2 separate regions of the Rattus norvegicus genome follow, and region 1 is linked to region 2. The links are chromatin contacts, called in public Hi-C maps. All regions are on one chromosome and are shown on one strand. Each heading gives the region's core, a stretch centred on a gene start, on an enhancer-like site or on the middle of the called end of the contact. The rest is flanking DNA. Distances are from core to core; before and after follow the strand shown.

What was found. Hi-C and Micro-C count contacts between places; a contact is called where the count stands out from the background.
Region 1: a contact with region 2 is called in a Hi-C map of hepatocytes, with 2.7 times the contacts expected there. The contact joins the enhancer-like site here to the promoter of Fndc3a in region 2. A contact is called at or near these places in 6 of 12 Hi-C or Micro-C datasets (the A7r5 cell line, Schwann cells, hepatocytes and 3 more).

What each region holds. Positions count from the first base shown.
Region 1 is chr15:54,542,795-54,547,545 of GRCr8, reverse strand. No RefSeq gene overlaps it. Among named protein-coding and RNA genes, the nearest start is that of Cysltr2, 93 kb to the left of the region's middle. Within about 2 kb of position 2,940, at least 31 of the 93 cell types and tissues checked have an H3K27ac peak or open chromatin away from gene starts, as enhancers often do. A contact at or near this core is called in the A7r5 cell line, Schwann cells, hepatocytes and 1 more, where this site is marked.
Region 2 is chr15:54,274,418-54,278,922 of GRCr8, reverse strand. It overlaps Fndc3a (fibronectin type III domain containing 3a), which reads left to right and starts at 2,516. Exons shown (of 26, transcript NM_001412039.1): 1 at 2,516-2,794.

The sequences.
Region 1 (4,751 bases), core at 1,691-4,190, 270 kb before region 2:
AAGTTTTTGGCTCTTCTGTCACAAGCAAATGACTAAAGCAGGAGAATTTTATTACTATGCAAAGCTGTTCCTGATGGGAAGAGAAGGATGAGCCTGTGATTGCTGGGTCAGGTGGTTTCCTTTCTTTCTTTCTTTTTTCTTCTTCTTCTGGGTTTGTGGCATGTAGTAAAAGACACCAAGGCAGACAATTACTCAGACCCAATTCAGAAACCCACAAGCAAAGTCCAAGACCAAAAAATCATAAACTAGGACAAGCAGAACATTGCCTTCCACGAACACAAACTATACATTTTAAAAGGGAGATACCTCATGTAATCAGTTACACCTACGGCTGAAGATTAGTTGGGAAGATTTATGACTCATATGAGAGGAACTGGCACCAGAGCAAGAACTGTCTTCAGCTTGGTGATCAGAATAAAGTGGCTGAGAAAGACTCAGAATGATGTTTGGAGTAGGAGGAGTAAACTGGGGCTAAGTATACCCCTGTTCTTTCCTGTGTGTATATTCTCAACCCTTTCAAAGGTTATTGTGTAGGAATGTTACTTCTCAAACTAGTGTTCTGACCTTCTTTACAAACTATTTCTACGGCATATATTGTCCAAAAATGACAGGGGAAATAAATTGTTATTTGATCTTTAAAAAGTGGTTTAAGAGACTTAAAAAGAAAGTAGTTAAGAGTAGGGATAATTGCTGTCCAAGGGAAGCAAAGACTTGATGTGTAGATGGTCAGGTCTTGTTCTTGATGTCATGTGATTCCTGTCCTCCCAATACCAAAGACAATCTAGTGAGCCCATTATGCAATGATTGCTTTTATATGCAGAGAAGACGAGGCACAAGGGGACTAAGGAAATTACCCAAAGTTATTAAAATGGCTGGTACAGAATGTAAGCACACATCTTCAAGATCCTAGTCTTGAGGAAGCTTAAGAGGATGAGAGACATCAGGAGAAGTTAGAAGAATGGGTGCGGAGTCCTTCCAGATTCCACAACAATGCGCACAGTAACTTCCGTGCATGTGACCGCTGTGAGCAAGCTTCAGTGACCCCCACTGTAGTAGCTTAGTAGAAATGCTGAAAGGAAGGGATGCCACAAGCCCTGAAGGAGAATGCTCTTTGGGGAGATAGAAGGGGGATCTGATTAAAAGACACAAAATGAACTGTGGAGGGAACACCAGGCTGGGATCCAATTCTAGATCAACATTTCAACCTGAATCAAAGGGGAAACGTTGGAAAGGCTAACAAGGAAGTCTAAAGTGCCCTCAAGTCCCAGGGGGAGATATACAGTGAGGCTGGTACTTTGCAGAGGATACAGAAATGATCAAGCAGCCATCCAGCAGTATGTAGCCATGTGCAGCAGGCCTGTCTTCATGGTTCTCATAATTTGGCAAAATGGCTTTTTGGATGAGTGAAGTTTGTAACTTTGGGAGGTATCCGAGAGATGAGAATGAAAATGTGGCCTCCCGAAGGCCATACTTTAACAAAGCTCCCCCGGTTCCTTTGCACTGTGTTTAGAAGATACCATCAACGCTCAACAGCAAACCATAACAGACTCTGCCCTTAGTCTATGCCTGATGGGACAGTAATTCATTCTCTATAGTTTTAAATTATAGTTTAAATTATGAGGTTCTGAGGGATGGGTGAGCCTTGAGCTATGGCACACAGCCAAACAAACTTCCCACCAGAGCCCAGGACAGCATTCCACACATAGTCTAGCTCTCCAAGGAAAGAAAGGCTCCTCACCTCTTCTACAGGAGTTTCTCCTGCAAAACAGTGTTCTTCAGAATGGGGTGGTGGCCAGCATTCTTCTAGGCACCGAGGCAAAGTCAATGTCCAAATAGACCATCATCTTGGTCTCTGCTTGAAGCTAGTCAGTCATGTGAATAGTGTCCCAGGATGACTCCTCCAGGACCTGGGATGACCTGTGCCCGCTGCTTATTCTTCATGGAGCATCTTGACAAAGCTCCTTTCTTCCTTGAACCTGCCAATTTTCCATTTATCTCATAGGAACAATTGGTCCTCTTTCCAGGGGATCAAACCTGCTTGCTCCATAGGACTCTTAGCTCCAGGAGTTCATCTCAGTGTAGCATCAGTGTGCACGAAAATTCTTGTTTTGCTACTCCCCATTCCCCCAAGAATATAAGTACCTCATAAAGAAAAGGCAGCCAGCATAGATCACAGCTGACCAATGGGGCCAACCCTGGGCATTCGTAGATGTTTGGAAGATGAGCAGATGCTGGAATCCTGAAGGAACAGAGAAACAAAGAGCATCCATTAGTGATAGTCAAGAACATGGCGGATGTCAGGGAGCTTGGTTAGAATGCCAGTCCTGTCACTCAGCAGTTAAATGACATTAGACTTTTGATTATCCCATGTGCAAAATAACAACCACAGCAACAATAACAACCTAGAAAGATAATTACTTTGCTATTATTACAGATACGTCAGGACTGAAATAGAGTAAATGGGATAGTGTAATTATTTAAACTAGAGTTTGGCACAATCTGAAGACTGAGCTAATATTAACAATACTCTCACCCCCTTGGTGCCAGCCTAGTCCTTTCTCTGCTGGGGTACATTTTGAAGAAAAGAACTATTGCTACATTTGGAAACTTCTCAATTTCTATTTGAGAACTATAAAGTGGAATTCCTTTCAGAACTGGCCACTAGTATCTCCAAATCATGTAGAGTCATTTACAAAGATGAATAAATATTTATGCGCCACCATTGGCATGGCTCCCAGCGTCAGAGGGTCTCATTACCAGAGATGCTTGTGAATGGCTTCTCCCGAGCCATGTTTTACCGGCATAAAACTCACCACTAGGTGGCAGCTAAGAGAGGGTCCCCGGAAGTGAAGGCAAACACACCCTTTTGGCAGCTGCACCGGAGGCTCTGCTGTTCATACCCAAACATCTGACTCACCCAGTGAACGTCAGCCTGGAAAATGACAGGCACTGATTTCAACGGCCAGTGAAATATAACATCCCTGGGGCCAGAGCAGTAAGACAGATCTGGAAGCCTGTGAGCAATTTCCACGGAAATAAGAGAATTAGGGCCGCTGACAAGTGAAGACACACAAGCTTATAAACTACTTAAGTCTTTATGATAAATCATGTCCCTAGATAAAGAAGACTCAAATAGTCACGATTCTCCCCAGCACAAAAGCCTACGATGACCATGATGGGTTTCACAATTAGTATGGGGGCGGACGGGTAGGAGGGAACAACAACTTGGTGCTAGAATTTCTAGGGAGAACTAAACAAATAACACTTCTCGTCCATAAAACCGACTGGGGAAAGTGACCTTCAGTGCAGTCTGACTATTGGTGCCGTACAGAGGACAGAGGGCAGAGCATCGCAGAGGACAGAGGGCAGAGCATCGCAGAGGACAGAGGGCAGAGCATCTCAGGAGTGCTGCACCGTGATAGTAACATTCACTAAGCACTGACTGCAGAGCCCTGCTTTACACACCGTCTCTTTCGCCCTGCCAACCCCACTGCCAGGCAGCAGTGATTCATATCCCCATTTGACAACTAGGGAATTGGAGGCTCTGGGAGATTAACTTGTCTAAAGACGGAGTTCGATTCCGTATCCAAGATTTAATTCTCTGCAGTCTCCAGAGCTATGGTAACAGGAGAAAATCCAGGTGGTCAGCAAGATTTGTGCACGTTTTTGAGCCTTCATTGCTTTATCTCCTCCGACTCCTTTTGATGTTCTAATTAGGCTGCAGTGGAACAGCATTGTGGGCTGGCCTGAAGGCTACGGTGCTGAGGTGCTGCCTAAGGTCGCACTGAAGAGGGGGGCACCAGAGGATAAACAACAGCTCCCTTTATTATTTTGAGAGTGCCTCCTGGGGTCATTGTGGTTTCTTGCAGTCCAAGGATTTGTGTGTATCCCCCTGGCCACTAGTCACCATGACACATTTGCCCTTGCAACTCAGCCTAGACATTGGCTTTTTTGCAGAAACATTCTGGCCACCATCAGAGGTATACATGGTCTCCTCAGACCCAGAGGATACTGTAAGAATCACCACTGAGTACTTTTCTTCTGATACTTCACTGGTTTATTGACCTGACATTCCCCAAGAATCTAAGCTGTCCCCCTAACCTGTTTTTCTGTCCCTGACTCCTCAGTCCTGACCAGTGCCAGGGGCAAAACGATGGTCATGAGCTCTTTATTGAATGAAAAGATTCTTAGATACCCTGTTTGCTTTCGGGGAAGATGGGGGTGGGGAAACTCCAAGCCATGTAATTTGTATTTAAAGCAGGAGCAGGCTCTTGAGAAATACTGGCTTCAGGTCTCATCACTGCTTGGGAGCTGACCCACAAGCAGCTACCTCGGAGACTGGGCTACACCTACCCGTTGCTGAAGCTGTTAAAAGGACAGTGTGGGATATTATCCTCTCAGCTTCCTTGGGAGCCTGTGGCTGCTCATCTGGAGGTCCCTGGTTATACAAAGGTGACATGGAGATAGGCCCTCCACTACCCCACACACAGGTGCCATTGTGGTACTTCCTCCAATGCCAAGCAATAGTTAGAAGTCCCCCAAGAGGGTGACGCCCACACAGGCTTGTGTTGGCCATGTTAAGCTTCCAGACCATTTGTTTTCCTGTGGTGTCATGACTCAAGCTCGCCCCAGGTCTTCTAAACCTCCACAAACATGGATGCACACATTTCCAGACCTGCACAGATGCAGTGTTACAGTGTCAACACCACACTTGGAACAATTGGCTTAGAGTTCTCTATAGGCACAAAGTG
Region 2 (4,505 bases), core at 1,267-3,766:
TCTGCAGTTAGACCAAATTAGCTCGTTAGTGACAGGAAAGAAGTGGAGTCATTAGGGGGGTTTTGGGGGAAACATTTCTAGAAGTTGGCACAGCAACAGATAAGGGAGACAGGGTGAGGGAAACACCAAGGAGGATTGTTAGATGTTTGATTTCATAAGCCGAAGAACCAGGAAAACATGAAGTTGGACCAAACTTTGTGAACCTGGGACATTTTGCAGCATGCCAGGCAGTAAAGCAAACTGATGATGCAGAAGGACTTTGGCATTTAACGCAAGCATCCAGGCTACAGGTGCGTAGAGATGTGAAGGCATAGTGAGTGCTAGCTTACACTATGGTTTGGGTGACAATGCACAGGGTAAAATGAAAGCATAAAGGAACTTCAGATAGACCTCGCTCGGGGTGCTGAGAGGCTCAAGTGGTGTGTCATAGGCAGAGAGAAGAATGGAAATATGCAGAGACTGTGTACAGGAAAAGAGAAGGCAAACTAAGAAAATGGCCACCAAGTAAAGAAAAGTTTAAGAAAGAATGGTGTTCAAAGTGTTCCTTCACTGTCGCTGGAGCTCGAGGAGGGCGAAGGTTGAAAATGGTATTTATTTTACTGATGAGGAAAAGAGAAATGTCTGTTCAGAGCCAACATAGATTCCTGTGTCTCTCCGGCTAGGGTGATTTATGTGTGTTTCTCTCCAAAAGATATAAATTACCCTCCTTCTCACAGCATTGTGTACCCTATCAGAGTGTCTAGGTCTACTTCAATGAGATCATGAAGTCCATACCCTTATCTTCTCCACCTAGGCTATCATTTCTTGCCCTGCCTATGGCATGTAGATGGGCTTTAAACATACTTATAAAATAATGCAGGTTATTTTTAAGTTCTATTTTTCTTTTCTTTTTATTCTTTTTTTCTTTTTCTTTTTTTGTCTACCACTGAATTATGGAACCAGCATCTTGAGGGGGGTAGATGGTAGGAGTCTGCATTTTTACAAAGTTCACAAGAGCAATGCTTTGGAAAATACTAGCTTAGAGCTAACTTTGGAGACCACTAGTTTAGTCTCCAACTGAACAAGAGTTGGGCTGCAGTAAGGGGAAGCCACACAACTCCCCCACATTCACATATAAACTCTCCTATTGCAAAACAATGAGCAGTTACACTTCTGTTATTCCAAGATCAGCTTTCCAGTAATTTTATCTGGAACTGGGCCAAAGCTGGGAGTTAAGAAAATGAAACATTTCTCTCAGGGAAAGGACTTTAGCCCCCATCCCCCCGCCCCCAAAATCTCAAAATACCATTTGAAAGAATCACTGGCCTACTTGTTGACAGGAAGAAAAATAACCTCTCATTAGTTGGCCGTGGATACAAACATCGGATCAATCATTGCCTGCAGCCATAGAGAAAAGTAGAAGAAAGGGGGCTTTAAAAACACCACCACAGGAAAATAGAAATGGTTAAAGTGGATGTAGAGGCAGATGAACACAAGTCAAGTGAGAGGACTTTAAGAAAAGTAAGAACACTGCAAAAAGCAGCACCAAAGTGGGGATTTTATACACTCACGCACAGTTCTGCAATCCCATGGGACTTCGGTGTACGGTCTGGGTATCATATTTAACGATACTCAGTGATCCACGAAGAATTTCATTATCCATTTTTTTCTAAGAACGTTAGAAATATGTTTATCTTCGAGAGATTTCTGTCAAATGAGAGAGAGAGAGAGAGAGAGAGAGAGAGAGAGAGAGAGAGAACGAACGAGCGAGCTAGCTTAAAACGCAGCACAACTAATAAACTGAAATCCAAGTCAGACATGGAACCTGGTTTCATCAGTCACCAGTTTTGGATGTACAGGGTAGGACTCAGGTTCCCAAAGACGACCCTCTCCCTGAGGCTTCCGGTGAAACTGCAAAAGTAAGCAGTCCGGCCGGCCCTCAGGCGTTAGTGCAGCGCCCCCCCCCCCCCCCCCCATTGCTTGAGGCTTAAGGAAATTGCTGCCGCCACCACTTCGGTCGCCGCTGTGGTAGAAATCAAGGTAACGGGTTTCCACTAGATTTGGCTGGTCCGAGACCAATACATTAAGCTCTGCGTTTCTGAAAGACGTAAATCTGTTTTGTGGGTGCTATAAAATGCCGGGGCTCTAAACGTTTGGGAGTGGAAACGTCTGAGCCCACTTCGGTGCGCTTCCCTGTTTTGGGCTTGTCTCTAAAGGCACCTGCCGGCATTATAAGTTCTGGGGCTCTCCGAGAGGGGCTAACACGGTTCGTCTCAGAGGATAGTGGGTGGGGGCGCTTTCTAAAATACATTTGGAATGGCGTGTGGGGCCCCAGAGACGTCAATCATCTGCATAGTTCCCAGGCTTCGAGAGAGCCGCTCCGGAGCTCGCTCGCCGCACACTTGCGGGCCCGTGAAGCCTGGCTCCCGGGCGGCGGGCGAGCGGGCGGGCGCGCGCGCGCGGGGGCTCCGGGTCCAGGCGGCCGGGGGCGCCGTCGGCGGGGCTCGCGCAGCCGCACTGGGCGCGCCGACTCCGGGCTCCTCCTCCCGGCTCCGTAGTAATCATGGCGGCGGCGGCATTCGCGGTCCCTCGGGTGAAACAGAAAGCGGGAGCTACGCGGAGAGGGAGTGAAGAGCGGGGCTGAGGCGGCAGCGCCGTCACTGCCGGGAAACATCTCTCCCCCACACCAGTCAGCGCCGCGGCGGCCGCGGGAGCCTGGGCCCACCTCCAACCTAGTGAGGGGACGAGCCGGAGCCTCGCAGAAGAGACGCCGGGGGATCCGCCTTCCTTCGCCTCGGGGCGGCGGGATTCAGAGGTGAGAGCCGGCGGGGGACGCCGGAGCCCGCGTCGGGGAGACCGTTAGGCTGGGGCTGCGGGCCGTGCCGCCTGAGGGCTGAGCCCGTCGGGGAGGGCGGGCGACGCCCCCACGCGAGGCCGCGCGGTCCGCGGGGCGGCGGGGCGGGCCCGGGACGCGGCGGGGACGTGCGCGGCACCTGCCGGGGCTCGGCCACCGCGGAGCGCTGCCCGCTCACCTGAGGGTTAAATCCTCGAAAACACGCCCTTCGGGTCTGCGCCCCGGCGGCCGCTGCCCGTGCCTGGCGGCTCCTCTCCCCAGGTAAGTCAACCACCTGTTAGGTGGGTGGCGAGGAGGAAGGGAGGCTGCGGTCCTCGCCCAGCCTAACAGCCTGCGTGGGGGAACTTTTGACACGACTCTGGAAAGGGCGGCGTGCGCTAGGTGAAGGAAAAGGAGCGAGTGATTTCGACGTCAGATCGCTAGCGCTGCTGCGTTTAATGAGTGTATAGGTAATCGTAGTTTTATTAAACTATCATCACCTTTCAAAAAAGCCTTGGGATATTCTCGTGTGTGTGTGTGTGTGTGTGTGTGTGTGTGTGTGTGTGTGTAGAGGAGAGAGAGAGAGAGAGAGAGAGAGAGAGAGAGAGAGAGAGAGAGAGAGATTGATTGCTGAGGGTGCTAGGGATAGTGAGCTAGAGATTATTATTCTAGTGAGACTGTAAGTTCTTTTGGGCACCTTCTCGTCTGTCCATCTACTAACTGAGAATAGCAGGCTGACAGCTGATTTCCTCTTTTGTACTATATAATCTTCAAGTACTCACGGTAGACTTTAAAAAAAAAAAAAACCAAGCCACATAAAGCTCTTGCTGCTTCCTATCGTGATCCGTTTCAGTTCTTGAAACCCAAGTTTGTGCATGTTTTTCTGTGTCATAAGAATCGAATAGCATCACCTCTCAGCCTTTTTGCTAAGATCAGTTTGTAAGAATGAAATAATAGTCGAAGCTTTTCTGTAATATTTTAATCACTGTGCTTTCCCCAGCATTAGTGCTATAACATATGCCAGTCAAAACCGAGCCATATGTCAGACAGAAGCAAATTGAGGTTTCTGGCTCATCTCCTGTGTTTAGATAAATATTTAGTTTGTGTGTATTTGCGGACTGTGTAATTCTTATCATCTCAGAAGTGTTGTTTAAGTCACCTAGGAATGCTCCAGAGAGGTGAGTCCCCTACCTTCTTAACATTTTCTTGTTTAAATTGATTTTTTTTCTCCTCAACTAATGAGATCAGTTACCCATGGAGACAGGTGGTGGACCTATTAGAAAGCAATGGTAAGGTCTTTTTAAACATGGTTTTTCTTATAAATATGGGAGTTTGTTTTTAAGATTTTAGTCCACATGTAATTCTTGCCACCACTAACAACATCCTTTAAAGGGGAGGAGAGAAGATGAGGTGATAGGGAAAAATCTTGTTTAGATTTTATGTTTAAAAATTTTAGCATTCTCATATTAAATTTCTCTGCGTTGTTTTGTCTTCATAGATCATCTCCCAGCATTCTCTGTATATTAAGTGGAACATTTTTATCTCAGGCTGCTTACCTTTAGCCACCTGTATGCGTTTGCCTTAACTCCTTCCTTTCCCCTTCTGTCTGAATCCTCATCACCAAATGGTCAGGGAAAAAAAAAAAAAAAAACCTCTTACTTAATTAACAACACTGGGTCAGTGAAGCCTGATT